Regions from separate parts of the Gossypium arboreum genome. Here region 1 is linked to region 2. The links are chromatin contacts, called in public Hi-C maps. All regions are on one chromosome and are shown on one strand. Each heading gives the region's core, a stretch centred on a gene start, on an enhancer-like site or on the middle of the called end of the contact. The rest is flanking DNA. Distances are from core to core; before and after follow the strand shown.

What was found. Hi-C and Micro-C count contacts between places; a contact is called where the count stands out from the background.
Region 1: a contact with region 2 is called in a Hi-C map of leaf, with 2.7 times the contacts expected there. The contact joins the enhancer-like site here to the promoter of LOC108458175 in region 2.

What each region holds. Positions count from the first base shown.
Region 1 is chr8:125,063,867-125,068,652 of ASM2569848v2, forward strand. No RefSeq gene overlaps it. Among protein-coding and RNA genes, the nearest start is that of LOC108460634, 13 kb to the left of the region's middle. Within about 2 kb of position 2,650, at least 2 of the 2 cell types and tissues checked have an H3K27ac peak or open chromatin away from gene starts, as enhancers often do. A contact at or near this core is called in leaf, where this site is marked.
Region 2 is chr8:124,812,007-124,817,239 of ASM2569848v2, forward strand. It overlaps LOC108458175 (phytochrome A-associated F-box protein), which reads left to right and starts at 1,808. Exons shown (of 3, transcript XM_053031537.1): 1 at 1,808-2,482.

The DNA.
Region 1 (4,786 bases), core at 1,400-3,899, 250 kb after region 2:
AAACCATGCACCACCACTTCAAACAACCAGATAACATCATTCCTCAATGACCTAAACAAAGGAACCCAACAACATCACTCAATTGATATGCAGCAAAAAAACAACAGTCAAGGTATACTTTTATTTCCAAAGACTAATAGTTGTACATATTCAAACATGGTCATACTAATAGTAGTGCTTAACACAGCAAAAAACTTTAAAAGTTATAGCTATACCTGATTGCTACGTTTGTTTCGGGGAGAAGCAAAGACAAGGATGCATAATCGAATATATTACTTGGTTAGGCCAAAACAGAATAATTTAAAAGGTGTGCAGCTAAAAATTGAGAAAATAATCAGCTACCGTCATAGCTTGTATGTGCAATAGTAATGTTAGCTTGAGTGAATGAGCTGCCCTCAGCAGCGGCAATGAAACAGGTAATCCTACAATGTTTACTTCTCCCCCACAACAACACCCATTATTTGGCCATTACTTATCTCTTTGTAAAGGACGAAGCCAAAAATTTATCTTTGGGGACAAAATTAAAAGGGTTAAAATATAATTTTATCTTTATATATGTTCGTTATTTTAGAATTTTAAAGAGTTTAAATTAAAAAAAAAATCATTTTTGAGAGTCAATACATTTTTACTATTAAGTAAATTTTTAAGGGACTAAAATAATAAATTTTCATTTTAGGAGAGCCAACACCCTGTCTATCCCTTAGCATCAACGTATGATTGATTGCAAGTCATGTTATCATATAAATTTTGAATATCATATCATCTTATAAAATATAATTAATATATGTATAAAAAGTTTATATTTGATGCATTATCTCTATATAAATTCATAATGTGTAAATAAACTATATTAAAACACATCAATCATAAATTAATAAATTATTTTAGAAATAATAGAAAATAAATATAGTTTTTTATTTCTTTTAATTAGTGACATCTTATTATTTGCAGACAGAGAATATATAAATTTACACGACTTCTAATATAAATCAATATATGAAATTTTACATTTTAAAAGTAAAACTATCAAACATGATAAAATATGATTTCTTTTATTATTATAAAATAAAATTTATGTATATTTTTTTTAACTATTTTCTAAAATATTATTTATTTTTGAAATTTTATAAAATTTACTCTTTAATTATTTTCCTTTCAATTTTAAAAATATATTTCAAACTAAATTTAAATATTTTCTTATCTAAAATTACAAATTCAATTATTATAATATTCGTATAACTACAATCAACATAGATTAATACAACAAACAAACACAATTATAATTATAACTAAAAATTACACTAACTTAAAAGCTTGAATCTCAAAACTCCTGAGATGTGATACCACTAATTATACATTTATAAAATTTATAAGATGTGATACCACATGTGAAACTTTAATAACATGAACATGTTTATTATATGATTTGATGAAAGTCATCTTAACTACATTAATTAAATAATTGTTAATTCCAGTATCATACAAAATCATAATTTAATATTCAATATATATTTAATTACCCTTCACAAGTTTTACATTTAATAGATCAGTTCTGCATGTGTCTTACACATATGTATTATGATAATTATGGTATTAGATATTAATGGATGAAAAAGTAATAGAGTGGATTTTAACCTAAATAAATATACTAAATTACACGTTTTAAAAATAAAAATACATAATAATAAATTTAACCTTTAATGCTTACTTCTTTTGTCATTTTGACCATTGACCTTCAAATTTTAGTCCAATTACATTTTCTTAAATGTAAAAGTTGTTTGGACTATGAAAATTTTAACGGCACTGACATTATTGATTGGTAATTCATATAATTTATAAATTTTCAAAAAATTAAGAAAAATGATTAAAGAATTCAATTTTTTTAAAGTTCATAAAAATTCAAACAAATTATTTATGTTAGCAATAAAGTACATGTAGACTATCACTTGCAATTTGCTTCGTTAGTGTCATTAAAATTTTGATAGTTTAATAAAATTTTAACAGTACAAAATTTAGAAAATTAAGAACTAAAATGATAAAACAATAATTAAAACTAAAGTGACAAAAAAAATTAAGACCAAAGTAAGAAAATAAATAAACTTTAGTAGCTAAATTAATCATTTTTTCAATTAAAGATAATACCTAATGTTTCTCATAAAGTACCATTATCTATAATAAACAAATTCCTTCTCTCCTCTTTAACTTTATCAGATCAAAAAGGCACAAAAAGGAATTTGCAAAAATATATTAGGACATCAACAACTTATACAAAGCACTTCATTTCATCACCATGACCACCACCACCATCATCTTCATTATTAACAATAGTTTTATATCCTTATTTATTTCCACAGTTTATACTTTTAAATCCATCAACTCTTGATATTTTAGGCCTTTATTTTAACAAATCAGAAACCCTATATATAGTTGCACTATCTTCATGAAAACACTCCAACTCTACAAGAGATTATCATAATAAAAAAAAAAAAAATAGAAGAGAAGCTAGCTAGGTGTGGCTCCAAGAACCCAAGAACATCATGGTTCTTATGGGTTCATCAGCATAGTGGCTCCTATTTTGTCTCTCTATTTCTTTGGAAATAAGAACCCTATGCCCTCTTTGAACCCCTTTCTTAGCCATGGCATCCATGGCCGCCTCGCATGCTTGCTTCACCCTTTCCCTGATCATCATCCTCCCCTTTGATTCAGCCATCACTGAATTATTATTACTATTATTATCACCGGAGAGGCTTTGAGGCTTCATAATGTAATTAATGCCTTTAGGCTAAGATATTAGAAGTATAGACTGAACAAATGTGGGTTTATATAGAAAAAAAGAAAGGCAAAAAGATGCCATGGGTTGTGAGTGGTAGGACCATTTTGTCTTTCAACAAAGATAGGATTAGATTCCAACACGCTTCTGTTTCTAATGACAACTGGGTTCAATTTTAATGTATGGTTTGCTTTATTGAATGGCATTTGGTTATTGGTTGTAATCACAGAAATAAAGATCTAATTAAAATTTTTAATAATTAATGAATTTTTTAATATTTTAAAAACTTTTGTGGGGCTTAATTAAAAGTTTTAAAAGTTTTAGAGTTAAAGTATAATTGTAGAAGAAATTAAAGGACTTAATTATAATTTTTTAGGACGCCTCTTACGTTGGTCCTTTACCATGCTAAAACTAGGGTTTTAGTCTCTCTACTTCAATTTGGTATAATTTAATCCCTCTTCTTTTATAGTTAGTCCAAATAGTTAATTATTCTCATTAAAATATCAACGAACAAAAAATCATGTTCACTTTTATTTTTTTGAGAATTAGTTGGACTCATTTATTAATTTGAAAAGCATATAGAAAAACATTAAAAAAACTGACACAAACATGTAGCTCTTAGGGAAGCCAAACAGTCCAGCCTAAAAAGATGGGTTTTCTCCCCCCATTTTACAAAAGACATTTCAGAACTAAAAACCCATTCAGAAAACCTATCCTCTCTTCCAACAAGAAACCCAAAAATTAGAGACAATCAAAATCAAGATTTCACAATTTTCATCACAGCTCTTTCAGCATCTCGGTTTCTTGACTTGGCTCTCCTCATCGTCTTTTATCATGCTCCGCTTCTGTTACTACAAAATCAGGGACCCTTCCTTCCGGATAAGTGTTTTCTCCTCTTCTCATCCCTTCTGTAGTAATGATATGTGCTAAGGTATTTGCTTTCTTCAATTCATGTTCAAAATAATATTTGTCAAACTTCTTACTCATCTTCTTCGAGTCCGTAATGTAGGCACTTGTAATAGATCTGTCATCTTGATCTATTTGCAATTTCCTAATAATCAAATCAGAAAGATGAAAGCTTTTCACTATAAATCAGAAAGAGGTAAGGACTAATTGGGTCCCTCAGTTGAAGATCTCCTTCTGGCTTGAATAATGAACCATTTTCCCCATTTATAGAAATTGAATAAGACATAATGGTAACACATTACATAATAAAATCCACCCATGATGATTTAAAGCCTATTCTTAATATCATATCTCGTAAGAAAGACCACTCAACTCTATCATAAGCTTTACTCATGTTTAGTTTGAGTGTAATATATCTTTTCATTCTCATTCTTCATTGTTTAAAGGAATAGAAAATTCCATAAGCCAACAAAACATTATCTATAATTAGTCTTCCTGGGATAAAAGTGCTTTAAGATTTATCTATACAAACATCTAACACCTTTTGGAGCTATTTGCATCTGTCTTTGAAATTATTTTGTAAATTATAGTACATAAGCTGATGGGTCTAAAATGTAACAGATTATCAGGATGTTTAGTTTTTAGGATAAGCACAATCTGTGTAGAATTAACAAATGCAGGAAAGGTACATTTATTAAGAACAACCTGAAAAATTGGCTAACATCAGAACCCACAATTTGCCAATATCTTTAGAAAAATAGGGCAGGTAAACCATCTACTCTCGATGCTTCTGTTGGGTCCATATACTTCAAAGCCATAGAAATCTCCTCTAAACTATATTCTACCGTGAGGATTTGATTCATGTTATCTAAAATGCTTTGTTTAACTCCCACCAAAATACATTCAAGATTACCCATACCTTTGGGGGTAAATAATCTTTGAAAGTATTCTTTTGCAATCTTGTCCAAATCCTCCTTAGTAATAACAACCTGATCATCTAATCCTTTCAGACCCCAAATCTGATTTGTTCTTCGTCGTTAAGAAGCAAATCTATGAAAAAAAGTTGTATTTAATCACCAAGCTTTAACCAATTAGCACGAGCCCTTTACT
Region 2 (5,233 bases), core at 558-3,057:
GTTAAAAGATAAAAAATTTAAATGAAATTCTAAAATGATCTTTTTATATAAAGTTAAGAGGGCCAAAAATAATAATAATTATGCCTAAATTATATTATATCATGCGATAAACAAAGAGATGTAAAATTTTATTTTGGATCAAATAAAAGAATTTTATTTATTAAATTTTGAAAGTTATAATCTTTGAAATTTTTATAAATAAATTTTTTAATTTTATTTGATTGAGTTTGGATCTATTTTTTAAAATTTTATTATTGGCTTCAAGTGTTATTTGTAAAGAAATTAAATTTAATGGTCGTTAAAATTATAATACCTTATTTTAGGGTTTTAAGTAAACCTAATCCCGATTTATAGGCGGTTATAATCTTAAAACTGATTTGGAGAATTAACTTTTATACATTAATCCTAAATTTTAATAAACTCATCATCAATTAAAATTAATTAGTAGACTACCAGATTTAAATATTCTTTATTTTTAAAGTTGTATAACAGAAAACGATGGACCTTACGGAACGCGATGGCAATGATGAAGGCAAACCAGCGAGTAGATCAACAAAGAAAGTTAGAATACGAGAAATCGAGGAAAATCAGGATGTCGCAATGGAAGCTACACAAGAAATTGGAAAATCTCTTTCTTGGAAAGACCGACTGATGGGCAGAGGGCTTTACTCGAATGAGAAAACAACAATCGCAATAGGTTTGGACGAAGATGAGGACTTTGAGTTATTGGAAGAAGACGTGGAACGTTCAACAATCGATGGCATTGCTTCGATTAAATTTTCTGATCGAATCAACCAAATCCTCATTAAACACATGGAATTCACATTAGTAATTAAACTATTGGGGAGAAATATAGGTTATAATGCACTGCAAAACAAAGGTGAATTCGCTTTGGAAACCCTCTCAACCATTCCGGCTAATGGACGTGGAAAACGGGTATTTTCTAGCAAAATTCAAAAACTCAGAAGATTTTGAGAAGGCGTTGTGCCAAGGGCCTCGGGTTATTTTTGGTCAGTACTTAACAGTATAACCATGGACTATAGACTTCAACCCCATTCAACCGTACCCAAGCACAGTCATAGTTTGGATCTGACTTCCTAGATTACCTGGCCATATGTATAAATGGCAAGTTCTACGAGAAATCGGGGCGACGATCGGAAAAGTCGTAAAGCTTGATTTCAACACCGATAACGGTGTAAGAGGAAGATTTGCGAGGATGGCGGTTTTCGTTAATCTAGACAAACCCTTGATTTCTCATGTTATGATCAATGGTTTTACTCAACGAATCGAGTATGAACAACTCCTAATGGTGTGTTTCCAGTGTGGGCACTATGGACACACAAAAGAAATATGGCCCAAATGAGAGAAGGGATTAGAAGGATTTGGAGAAGGCAGTCCAGGAGATAAACCGAAACAGAGTCTCACCATGAGGGAAAATAAAGACGAGAACTCCAGTCGCGGTGGCTACGGCCGTGGATGCTTGTTGAAAAAAAGGCAAGAAAAACTGGCAAAGTAGGACGGAAGGTTGACGGAGGAAGGACAGTCGGGGCAGAAAGGAACTCAAGATTCCAGGTGTTGGAAACCCTAGATGACGATGGGTCTTCCAAAGCCCATGAAGAGGAAATAGAAAGTGGTACTTTACATATCCAACCAGGCCCTATCGTGTTGGGTCCAGGAAGAAAGGATGGCCCTATGCACAAGGACCAAATCTCGCACCACACTGACGGGTCAAAATTAAGAACCCAAGCTACAGACTCCTCTTAGACCAACAAAAATCCAGGCCAGAAAGGGGATATAATAAACCTACAAGGGCATTTAATTTCTAACAAAAGAGAGACCATTAATGCGGTTTCACGTAACCCAGTCCGGCAGCAAGCACTGAGTTTAGCAACAGTAACAGATGGGGTTAAACAAGATAAAGCTGCAATCGAAAATAAAATCAATTTATTTTCTGAATAAATTGCTGCAGGCTTTCAGGAGCTCCAGGTCAACAGCATCCAATCAAGTCCAATGGAAGCAACATCTAGGGCATCAAACATAGGAAGATCAGTCTCAAATTCCAGGAATGATTACAGAAAGGAATCGGACTCCTTAAGCAAAACAGAAATTCTGGAAAAATTAACTCAGGATCTTCCATCCATCCCTAATCCATCTTCAATAATTGAGTCTCCAAGCCACGACAACCATTCCAACTTAATAAATCCTGGAAAAAATATCGGAGAAACTATCAAAGATTGCCCTGCCCAATCAAGCCTGCAAACGATGCAAGAATCTATAAAGATTTCAACATCAGGCTTTCTTGATGCTGCTAAGCATTCAGCAGTTCTCTTTAAAGATGATAGTCAATCTACAACCAAAGGGCACACTCAGAAGAATCGAGCCAAAACAGGATTCCACCATGCAGAATTAACAGCAACTCGTGGCGTCCTAAAAGCAAGAAATTCTCGGAAAGTAAAAAACCTCAAAGTCAACAAAGAAAAAGGTAACCCCTTTAAGGTTTCTGCTTTAAAAAACTCACTATCTGATTCTATCATTAGTATGGTTGAATTACTGCAAACCCAAGTCCAACAAGGACTCGTAAATGAAATCCCTAGAGGATTTGGGAAAACAGGAGACAATATAGAGACAAAGTAGTAGTTTTAAATTATTTCTTTTCTTTAATACCAATGAACTCTAGCATCTCAATTTTTTCTTGGAACTGCGAAGGATGTGCGAATGAAAAATTCCTTCGTACTTTTAGAGAGTATAATAGAGAGCATAAGCCAGACATTGTTAGCTTTTTAGAACCAAGAGTTAGTGGGCGCAAAGCTGACGAAGTAATTGCAAAATTAGGACCGCAGTATTCACACTGAGTTGAAGTAAGAGGATTCTCAAGGGGAATATGGATTGGTCGGAAACCCTCCGTCAACCTTGAAATCCTCCAAAACCACCCCCAATTCATTCTTACCCAAATATCCTACGGTTTCCCTACCCATACAGTCGTCATTGCCTTTGTTTACGGAAGTTCAAATAAAACGAAAATGACTCTCTTGTGGGAAGCCTTAAAGGAGACTATCCCTACAACTAATATTCCTTGGTTAGCGATTGGCGACTTCAAGTCTATTCTGTCCAAAAATGAGAAGAAATGAGGAACTTCTGATGGGAAACGGTGTCCTTTATTTGGAAAATTTGTTGAGACTAACGATTTACATGATCTAAGATTTCGAGGACCTTCTTTCACATGGCAAAGAGGAGGAGTACTTGAGAGACTTGATCGCGCAATAGGAAACAGAGCGTGGATCCGCACATTCCCAAAGTGCTTAGTCACACATTTAATGAGAATAAAATCTGATCATCGACCTTTACTAGTAGATTTATGCCCAGATTTTAGCTCACTAAAAGGACAACCTTTTCGATTTCTAGCAGGCTGGGTTCACAACTAAGATTTCTCCAGTACAATCTCTAATCTATGGGATTATAATGGGGACATGACTTTCACTTTAGAAAAGCTTACTATAGGCCTAAAAAAGTGGAACAAAGACTCTTATGGGCACATTGGAACCCGAAAATGAGAGATAACGCAAAAGTTAAATAAGATACAGTATGCATTTGAGAAGTCAAACTCAACCTTCCTAGCACAAAAAGAAATAGAGTTAAGAGAAGAACTGGAAGAAATTCTCAACCATGAGGAGCTACTCTGGAAGCAAAAATCAAGATGCGACTGGCTCAAATTGGGAGATAGAAATACAAAATTCTTCCATGGACGAACCCTACATAGACGAAAGATTAACTGCATTAATGCTTTACGTAATGCAAATGGGGATTGGCTTTATGAGCCAAGTGAGGTTCAAATTGAAGCAATACGTTTCTTCCAAAAGCTTTATGAAGAAAACTCAAGTAGGAGCAGTGTTTTACCACCCAACCATTTTCTCTAATTGGCTCAAGCAGACATAGATTTTCTAGGAAAAGATGTGTCACATGAAGAAATCAAAACGACACTCTTCGACATGGCTCTTTTAAAAGCTCCAGGGAGCGATAGGTTCCACGCTCTCTTTTTCCAAAAACAGTGGGACAATATTGGAAGTGCAGTCTGTGAATGGGTCAAAGGGGTCTTCAAAGGAAAACCCATAGAGCCTAAACTAAACAATACACTTATAGTGCTCATCCCAAAACTCGCCTATCCCGAGGAGATTTCCCAGTTTAGACTCATCACTCTGCTCAGTTCTCTATAAATTAGTTATGAAAGTTATTGCCAATAGATTCAAAAAAGTCTTTCCAAAGATCATATCACAAGAACATGCAGGTTTCATTGCAGGAAGAACAATCTCTAACAACATCATCATTGCCCAGGAAGTTGTTCATTCCATGCGAGGAAAAAGTAGAAAATGGATGATTGTCAAAATAGATCTGGAGAAAGCATATGATAGGATTCGATGGGACTTCATTGATAAGTCCATTCAGGCTGCAGGCATTCCAGACTTCCTACGAAAAGTTATTATGTCAGCCATTTCGACATCTACCATGCAGATCCTATAGAATGGGGTCCCTATTGAAAAATTTCAACCAGCAAGAGGAATTAGGCAAGGATGTCATTTATCACCGTACCTCTTTGTGCTCTGCATGGAATGGCTAGGCCATAGTCTCCAAGTAGCAGTTAACACAGGGGCATGGAGCCCAATTCGACTATCCAGATCAGGACCAGCCTTGTCACATCTCTTATTTGCCAATGACTTTGTGATATTCTCAAAAGCTGACATAAAACATAGCCTCCTACTAAAAGAAATTTTGGAACGTTTTTATAGATACTCGGGGCATCAAATCAACACATGCAAAACAAATATCTTCTTCTCGAAAGGCGTAGATGAGACTATTACTTAGGAATCCCACTCCTACATAGTCGAATCACTAAAGCTACATTAGAGTTTGTTATTGAAAAAGTTAGAGCTAAACTTTGCAACTGGGATGTCAAGTAACTATCGATTGCAGGAAGGCTCACTCTAGCCAAATCTGTCATTCTCTCCATCCCAAATTACTTCATGCAATTCATACAAATTCCAAAAGGAGCATGTGAAGAAACTGAACGATTGGCGAGACAATTTATATGGGGAGCCAACACAGGAAATCAAAAAATAGCCCTAGTTGATTGGAATTCTATTTGCCATCCTCACAAAACTGGAGGATTGGGCATTCGGCAGCTCAAAGATCAAAATGCCTCTTTTCTTCTAAAATTAGGTTTCAATCTTATTTCTAAAAG